Linked DNA regions of Triticum aestivum: region 1 is linked to region 2. A link is a contact called in public Hi-C data. All regions are on one chromosome and are shown on one strand. Each heading gives the region's core, a stretch centred on a gene start, on an enhancer-like site or on the middle of the called end of the contact. The rest is flanking DNA. Distances are from core to core; before and after follow the strand shown. Region 1 holds the start of LOC123080054 (sister chromatid cohesion 1 protein 4). Region 2 holds the start of LOC123080052 (probable inactive receptor kinase At2g26730).

Region 1 (4,203 bases), core at 309-2,808, 150 kb after region 2:
AGCTCAGTTCGTGCTGGCCCATCTTGCACGTTCGGGACGTTCCGGGTTGTCGAGAGCTACACTTTAAAAGGGAGAACAACTAGGATTTTTGGCATTTCGTCTTTGAAATTTCTAGTGAAGAGAAAGGCTATGTGGTGTAGAGGTGTTTCGAGGAAGGACTAAATCAACTAAATCCCCTATTAAATAGCGCGGGATTCCTAAGCTCAAGAAAAGCAAATAAACACTATAAAATAACATGCGTTAAAAGACGCTTGAGTTTTCTTCCACTTTTTTGACGTTCACGACAACCTTCACAAACTGATACTAAGATCTGCTCATCATTTTAGTGGGCTCATTAGTCCATTTGTATGTCAACATTAATACCAAATCTTTCACGGGTCATGCGTCTAACGTCCAGGCCAAATCTACAAGGTACCGCAAAGTATACGGTTATACATGCCCTTGGTGCCCTGTTGACTTGCTACCAATGCCAAGTGCTCCCCTTCGTTTCTTCTTACTATGCGTATAAAGTTTGTTTGAATCAAAACTATGTAAAGTTCCATCAATTTCATCTTAGAAAATATTGACATTTGCATTGAAAAAGTTATATAGCATAAAAATTAATTTCATGATGCATCTAAATGATATTTTTCTTATATAGTTGATCAATTTTTTTTGACTTCTGACAAAATTTTATATGCAAACTACAGAGAAACAGAGGGGGTGGTAAAAAGACACAACACATGCTCCAAACCCCACTGGCACACTTATCTCGGACCCGTAACGGCCGACAAGGCGTCAATGCTCGCTCGCCTCGATTCACCAAGGCACTCCGCTAGGCACGCGGACGCAAGGTTAGACCGAGAAAGGCGAGCGATGCATTTAAGAAGCGGGGCGAGAAACCTTTTCTCCGGAGCAAGACATTTTTTCGCCATCGCAAACGTCATTAAGATGAGTGAAAATCACTCGTCTTAATTACTTGCACTTCTAGAAGTATATCTGGCCTCTGGGCAGGAAATTAATCCAAGCATTTGTTCAAAATTCACTTGCCCCGTCTCAATTACTTCACCTTGGGATTTCTGGCCTCCTGGCCGAAAACTGATCCGAACATTCCTGCAAGATTCACGCCTTTGTCTTGACCACTAGCATTTCCATATCCGGCCTCTGTGCCGGGCCGGAGGGACTACGTGGCTGGCACGAACCAGTTAGCCGAAAACAGGCGCCTGAACCGGCCTGAAGCAGTAGTAGCTTCCATTGCACGGCGCGAGACGTGCGTGCCGCTGTCCCGATACGACACGACCCCCCCCCACGACACGGTCGCACGGACGCGATACCCCGCGTCGCCGGATCCGACGGCGGCCACACGACCGCACGATATTCTCTCGCGGTTTTCTCGCCCTGGCAACCGCACATTTATTACCAACTCGCCTGTTTTACACTACGCCCCCTAGACTATCCCGCAACGAACAGAAACACCCCCGATACAGGCAGCGCGAGAGCCCAAATGTAATTTATAAACTCATCGGGGGTGCGGCGGCGAAGCGTGTAGCACTTTTGCTTCGTCGAGCTCTCTCTCCCCTCACACAGCAGGTCGCTCGCCCACACACTGTCAAGTTCAACTCCCCGCTCCGCTCCCCCAAAGATTCCAAATTTTCCCAAATCGCTCGCCTCAATCGCCCGCGCCCCCGCCGAATCCCCAGATCCCCACCTCCTCCCGCGCGCCCCGGCCCCCAGCCCCGCCCAATTCTAGGGTTCCCCACCCGTACGCCACCAGATTAGGGTTTCCATCTCGCATTTCGCCCTCCCGGAGCTTCCCCTTCCGGGCGATTGGAGCCGGAGACGAGCGTCTGGCCGCGGCGAGCTGCGGGTTCCCTCTGCCTAGGGCCTGGATTTCCGGCGGCGGGGGGGATGTCGTGAAGGCGGGAGCTTGCTTGCTCTTCCCTGTCCGTCGGGGAGCTGAGGTGAGCTGAGCTCAGGTTAGGGTTTCGTGCTCCGCTCCGTCTGAGTGCCGCGGAGGGGAGCCGGAGATGTTCTACTCGCAGTTCATCTTGGCCAAGAAGGGCCCCCTCGGGACCATATGGATCGCCGCGCACTTGGAGCGGAAGCTGCGCAAGAACCAGGTCACGGACACGGACATCGGCGTCTCCGTAGGTGGGTGGTTTCCGCTGCCTCACAAGCTCTTTCGGATCTGCCATGCAGAGTGGCAGAAAAATATGCTCTTTTGCTAACGCTCATTTCATTGCTGCTGTATCTGTCAACACTTAAAATTTGCCATATTTGGCGCGTTTATGGCGTTGATGTATGCTTATTGCCTAGTTATTGCTTAGTTATTGCTAGTGGATTAGTAAATATGTTACCTTTTTGCCGGCTGCTAGCCTAACCAGCTCCCAGTCGTCGCCAGCGGATGTGTGATTAGTTGCTGAGCATGCCAACAAGCAGTTTTTTTTTGTATATGCTCGACTGCTGGATTACTGGTATTGCACTACATGGTATTTATCTCCTTGCTACTGTCTGAGTAGTACGTAGAAGTTTTCTACCCATTTGAGTTGTTTGTTAAGTAATGTTAACGGTTCAGGTGCATTTCTATATAGTCTCGTCGATGGGATCTTGAAAAGAGCCATGCTTTTAGAGCTTTCCTATTGTGGTTCATTGCTTTCTAGGGGTGAAAGGAAATGTCACCTTGATCCTCACTAGTCGCTAGGTCACCAAGAGTTACAAAGATCTAAGATTTTTGTATTTACAGCTACTGGTGGACTTTTAAAGTCTTATCATAATGGTTAGGTAAAGCTTATAGTCCGAGAATGTTAGCAGCTTCCTGAGGCCTCGTGTCTCATGTGTACTTGTCTACCGGCTATGGTCTAAGGATAATAGTTCACCTTTCTAGGCACCTCATGCCTCATGTGTACTGTCTACGGTCTATGGTCTAACGATAATAGTTCACCTTTGTAGGCAGACTACTGCTTGACTAGTTGTTGTGTTTTGTCGTATCTGTTTTGGGGAAGTGTATTTATGCATTTTACATACGATGAGTAGTGATATTACAAAACTCACACGTGCTGACCATGATTGGAAACATACACATGAGAGTTTTCTTCAGCGTATGCTGTTTCAAATTTAACCTCCTGAATGGCTATTTGTTTTATTTTCTCGATACAGTTAATTTGATTTTCTTAGTTGTACACGTACTAAAATGAAGCATAAAGCGAGAGGGAAGACTTCCAGTAAATGTGCGCTTTAGCTACTGTTGCACTTTGGAATTATTTTCTGTTTACGATCCTGTAGAGAATAAATGGTGTACAAATAATAATCTAAAATAAAAGGCAACGCAAGGAGATTATGTTCAATATCCGGACAGAGTACACGAAGAACTCTGCCTATGTTGTCTCAACATAGCCGGTCCCAAGCCCGGGTAAAGGAGGAGGGTTGTGATAGGCTTGGCGAGCCAATGTTAAAACTCAGCCACTCTTATGGAGGTGAAACCCAAAAGTTGTTGTTGTTGTTGTTGTATCCAGACAGAGTACTCGAAGACAATGCTTTGGAAATAAAGCCAACAAATAGAAAGTTAAGGAACTGAATATCATGTGTATTGCTATGCCTATTGAGTTATTGCTTGAAAGCCGAAGAGCTTTTTAACTCTCAAGTAATCTTTGAGTGTATTGGAGGTAGTAATCCACAACCCTATTATCTTTGGAGGTTTGAGTAATGATTGAGTACATTTACTTTCTTTCTTCATAAGCAATGCTGTCTTGCTAAATGTAAAGGTGATGCTTCCATTTAAAGTAAAAATACCCTCACTTCTTCATGTAGACAATGATAATACTGAAATGCTCCAAAGCGTAACCAACTAATCCGTCTCACTATCCATTTGAAGTATAAAATTTAACACATGATGCTCCATATTATGAGGAACCATGTACTTGAAAGAATTAGGCAGTGATGATGTGTAAGTGTAGCACTTCTTGGCGAGAAACCTTGGATTGAGACAAATAGGATTTGGAGTTGACCCAAGAAAACTTCATCTAGTTTTGCGTTGTGCAGCAAACCTGAGATACATATATATTTATTTTCCTGTTACTTTCAGGTACTGTCATGCTAGGTTTATAATGATTTTAGGCAGCTAAGACTACTAGAAATTTTATTCCAATTTCCGTATAACATATGTTATTGTGTTGTCACATGCATATCATGATTACATGTTTTACCAAGGGACGTTGAGCCGTAGAA
Region 2 (4,117 bases), core at 571-3,070:
GGGAGATGGGCCTTGGAGGAGGCGACGGCCTCGCAGAGAGACCACTCCTCCCGTACTTGGCCATTTTCCCATCAAGCCGGCAGGGACGACACTTGCTTGTCTCCGCCACCGTCTTGGAGTGGTCCATGGCCCATGCATATGCCAGCTCCGGGTCCACCGCGATGTGCGGCGGTGGGACGTCGGAGTCCACGAACTCTGACCGGCGTGTCACGTTGTGCCTGTCCCGCCATCGCCGCTTCCTGTCGGCGTACTCCACCGCCCTTAGGGCGCTCCAGGAGGGCAAGCTACTGCTGTCGTCGCCGAGGTAGTGGCGAAGATGACCGCACTCCTTTACGGCGATCGCATGGTGCAGGGGCGGTGGCGAGCGCCGCTCGTCCTTGACGCGGTCGGGCAACGGAGAGCGCCCCTTCTCCTTCACACGCCGGGGCGGCGGCAAGAGCCGCTCCTCCCTGACGCGGCGCGGGAAAGGCGGTGAAAGAGGATCCTCCTTGACGCGGCGTCCTATTTGGAGCCGCGGTTGTGCAAGGGAGAGTGGGGAAGGGACGCGATATCCGACTTGATGCGGAGGAGCGTCTCCGATGGCGCTGCCGGGCCGTTGACGTGGAGGACGGAGCGGCGGAGCATGACCTCCATCTGCTGCTCGTACTCCTTGTCTGTGGCAGCGTAGACGGCGCCCTGCGTCGCCATCTGCTGCTGCGACGGCTGGTCCTCCTCGTCGCTGGAGGAGATAACTATCTCCTCTTCGCCGAGGAGCCGGCCGCCGATGAGGAAGACGACCTCGGAGTTGAGGGCAGCGTTGGCACGAACCTTCGGAGCCCGTTCCGGAGCCGCCTCCTACCGCTGCTGAGGCTCATGACTTGCCCATCACCGGAGTTGTGAAGGAAGAGCGGATGTGAGGATGAGGATGTGCGGAGCGATGCGGTGAGTGCGATGTGAACGATGCCGAAGCACGGCTTATATAGCCTCATCCAGGCCATGCGAACGGACGGTCAACCGCTTCAATGCGGCGTAGCGGCCGAATTTGATTCCTCGGGAAGGTGTGTCCGCATTGAAGCGGCGGCTCCCGAAAGATCGCGCCATCCTCCCATCCGGTCACATCACGCAACATCAATGTCAGCCGTTGTGTGCTCTGGCTGCCATTGATGCGGCGCGTGCATCAGACAGAAAACGCGGGAGAGACGGGTGAGGTTGTTTTATGGGCCAGGTTAGTCAGACGTGGACGTGGGAGTGGTCCGGACGTCCGCAAAGCCCCTCCCACTTTGTCTCCGGTTTGCGAAAAAAATACGTTCGAACCACCGAGCGGATTGATATAGGACTGCGTTGGATGACAAAACACGTCCGGACCGCACTAGGAATGCCTTTGCGTCGACCACCCCCTCTGTATTGCCCGTTTTCATCGATGATAGTGAAAACTGGGAGCGTGATGCTCCCCAATTCGAAAAAAAATGTTACCCCGATCCCACTTGCAATCATGCCGTGGGCAAAATAAGATGGAAAAAATGATGGCATAAACGGCATTGTACGCGGCTCACTCGATCCTGTCTCCGCGACATGCGTAGTAGAGTGGACATCATGCCAGATTGCCATGCATGCATGCATATGATCCACCGCTTACTTACGATCCAAGCCAAGCCCGGATCCGAGGAGAATGTTCCTAACGGCTAACGCTCTTCATCCATGGCGCGCACGTGCAAATGGCGGCAGCGCCACTTTCTCTGTCTCCACTCTGTCGGCAACAGGGTCAGCCTATAACCACATGAAACTCCAGATCCTATGCCAAGCTAGGCAACCCAGCGTGTACATAAGACACGGGACATAGCTCGCTCCCATCCATACACCCTGAACCTGTGGCACTCAGTGTAGCTCGCTCGCGAGCCAAGCAAGCGCCTCTCATATGCCGAGGCCGCGTCATTCCGAGCCGTGGCCGCAGCACATCGTCAGACTTGCCAAGCGGCGGCGCACGCGTACACAGATGGCCGCGATCCCACCACGAACGTCGGTGCTGCTGCTGGCGCTGGCCGTCGCCGCTCTCGGCTGCCACGCCGTGGAGCCGCCGAAGCAAGAGCGGACGGCGCTGCAGTCCTTCCTCGCCGCCTTGCCGCACGAGCGCGATCTGGGCTGGAACTCGCCGTCCGCGCCCTCGGCGTGCCTCTGGCCCGGCGTCGCCTGCGACGCGAGCAACGCCACGGTCGTCGCCGTCCGCCTCCCCGGCGTCGGCCTCGCCGGTGCCCTCCCCGCCGGCACGCTCGGCGAGCTCCGGGGCCTCCGGAAGCTCTCCCTCCGCAACAACCGCCTCTTCGGCCCCATCCCCAAGGACTTCTTCGCGCTGCCCCTGCTCCGCTCGCTCTACCTCCAGGGGAACCGTCTCTCCGGCTCCATCCCGCCCGAGGTCGCCGGGCTCGCGGCGCTCTGGCACCTCGCGCTCTACGACAACCACCTGTCCGGTGAGATACCGGCCGCGCTCGACGGCCTGAGGGAGCTACGGTTGCTTAGGCTCGACGGCAACCGCCTCTCCGGTGGCCTTCAGAGCCTGAGCGGCCTCCAGCGGCTCAAGGTGTTTAATGTCTCGGACAACCAGCTCGCCGGCGCCGTCCCGCCCTCCCTCGCGAACTTCTCGCTAGAGTCATTCGCCGGCAACCTTCGGCTCTGCGGCGAGCCCCTCGACCGGCCATGCCCGTCCCCCGGCGGCGGAGTCGTCCCACCGGTGCAAGAGAAGAAGAGGAAGCGGCTCTCCGGCACGGCGGTCGCGGCCATCGCCGTGGGCGCCGCGGCTGGCGCGCTGCTCGTTCTCATCCTGCTCGTGCTCTGCTTTGTCCGCCGCCGCCGGGACGACGCGGCAGCCAGCGGCGACGACAGGAACAAGGCGCCCACGCCGGCGACGCCGGCGAGAGGGCACACGCTGACGCCGTCGACGGTGTCAGGCGAGATGACCGACCTGACGTCTTCAAAGGAGATACCCTCGGCGGCGGGCGGCGGCGCGGCGGAGATGATGAGGAGCCGGCTGGTGTTCATGGGCGGCGGCGGCTACAGCTTCGACCTGGAGGACCTGCTGCGGGCGTCGGCGGAGGTGCTGGGGAACGGCGTCGCGGGGCCGACGTACAGGGCGACGCTGGAGGACGGGACGACGGTGGCGGTGAAGCGGCTGAAGAACGTGGCGGCGGAGCGACAGGAGTTCGCGTCCGCCGTGGAGACGTTGGGCCGGGTGCAGCACCGCAACCTGCTCCCCGTCCGCGGCTACTACTACTCCAGCGACGAGAAGCTCCTCGTCGCCGACTTCCTGCCCGACGGCAGCCTCTCCGCCGCGCTCCACGGTCAGTCCCCTGCTCTATCCGGCTATCTCCTCTCACCACATCATTAGCTCACAGTGACATTGCCATTAGTTACTGCATTGATCGCTGCTGGCTAGCTCGTTTTGACCGCCATTGCCGTGGTTTGCATCGATCAAAAGGAGGAATGAAGTGAAACTCCGGTCGATTACTCAGGGGGACAGCGACGTTTGCGCGTCTGTCCGGCATTTTTCCTGGTTCCAGTCGTACGACGGGATTGAAAGGTGGCAATCATAGCGATTGCATTTGGCTAGCGTTTCTGAGGGTACAGAAAAATCTTGGTAGCTCCAAATAATTCGAAAGGGACGCAGAGTTGAACGTATGGCTCGGCAGGCGTCGGTTATCCGTGATGGCGTCCTCCAGATTCCATTTTCTTTGTCCAGTCTGGTCTACCGGGATTAGCGGGATATTTATTTATCAAACCTGGTCAAACTTTGAATTAGCCTAATAATATGTCTTTTCTTCAACCTGTTTTCAACGTACGGTAGCATACAAATGTTAACATATGTTTGCTAGCATACAAATTCAAGTACGCCAAAGTCCTTCCTAGACTCCTAGGGGAGCATGTATGTACCGGGTACAGATCCACTTTCAAAACTTTTTAGAGATTCAGTGCCATTAGTTACTTCATTGATCACTCTGTTAGCATTTGTATATGGGTGTTATGCCAAAAAAAAGAAGCAATGCATGAGAATATGCATGGTTCATGACAGCACTAAGAAAAATTAATGCTAGTATCTCCAAGAGATTTCTATCTTCAATGGGAGGAGAATGGAGAGTGGCAGAGTCAT

Evidence for each region. Hi-C and Micro-C count contacts between places; a contact is called where the count stands out from the background.
Region 1: a contact with region 2 is called in a Hi-C map of leaf, with 4 times the contacts expected there. The contact joins the promoter of LOC123080054 here to the promoter of LOC123080052 in region 2. A contact is called at or near these places in 2 of 5 Hi-C or Micro-C datasets (both in leaf).

The regions. Positions count from the first base shown.
Region 1 is chr3D:507,503,858-507,508,060 of IWGSC CS RefSeq v2.1, forward strand. LOC123080054 (sister chromatid cohesion 1 protein 4) reads left to right here and starts at 1,559. Exons shown (of 15, transcript XM_044502913.1): 1 at 1,559-2,130. The coding sequence starts at 2,007.
Region 2 is chr3D:507,355,029-507,359,145 of IWGSC CS RefSeq v2.1, forward strand. It overlaps LOC123080052 (probable inactive receptor kinase At2g26730), which reads left to right and starts at 1,821. Exons shown (of 2, transcript XM_044502911.1): 1 at 1,821-3,311. The coding sequence starts at 1,895.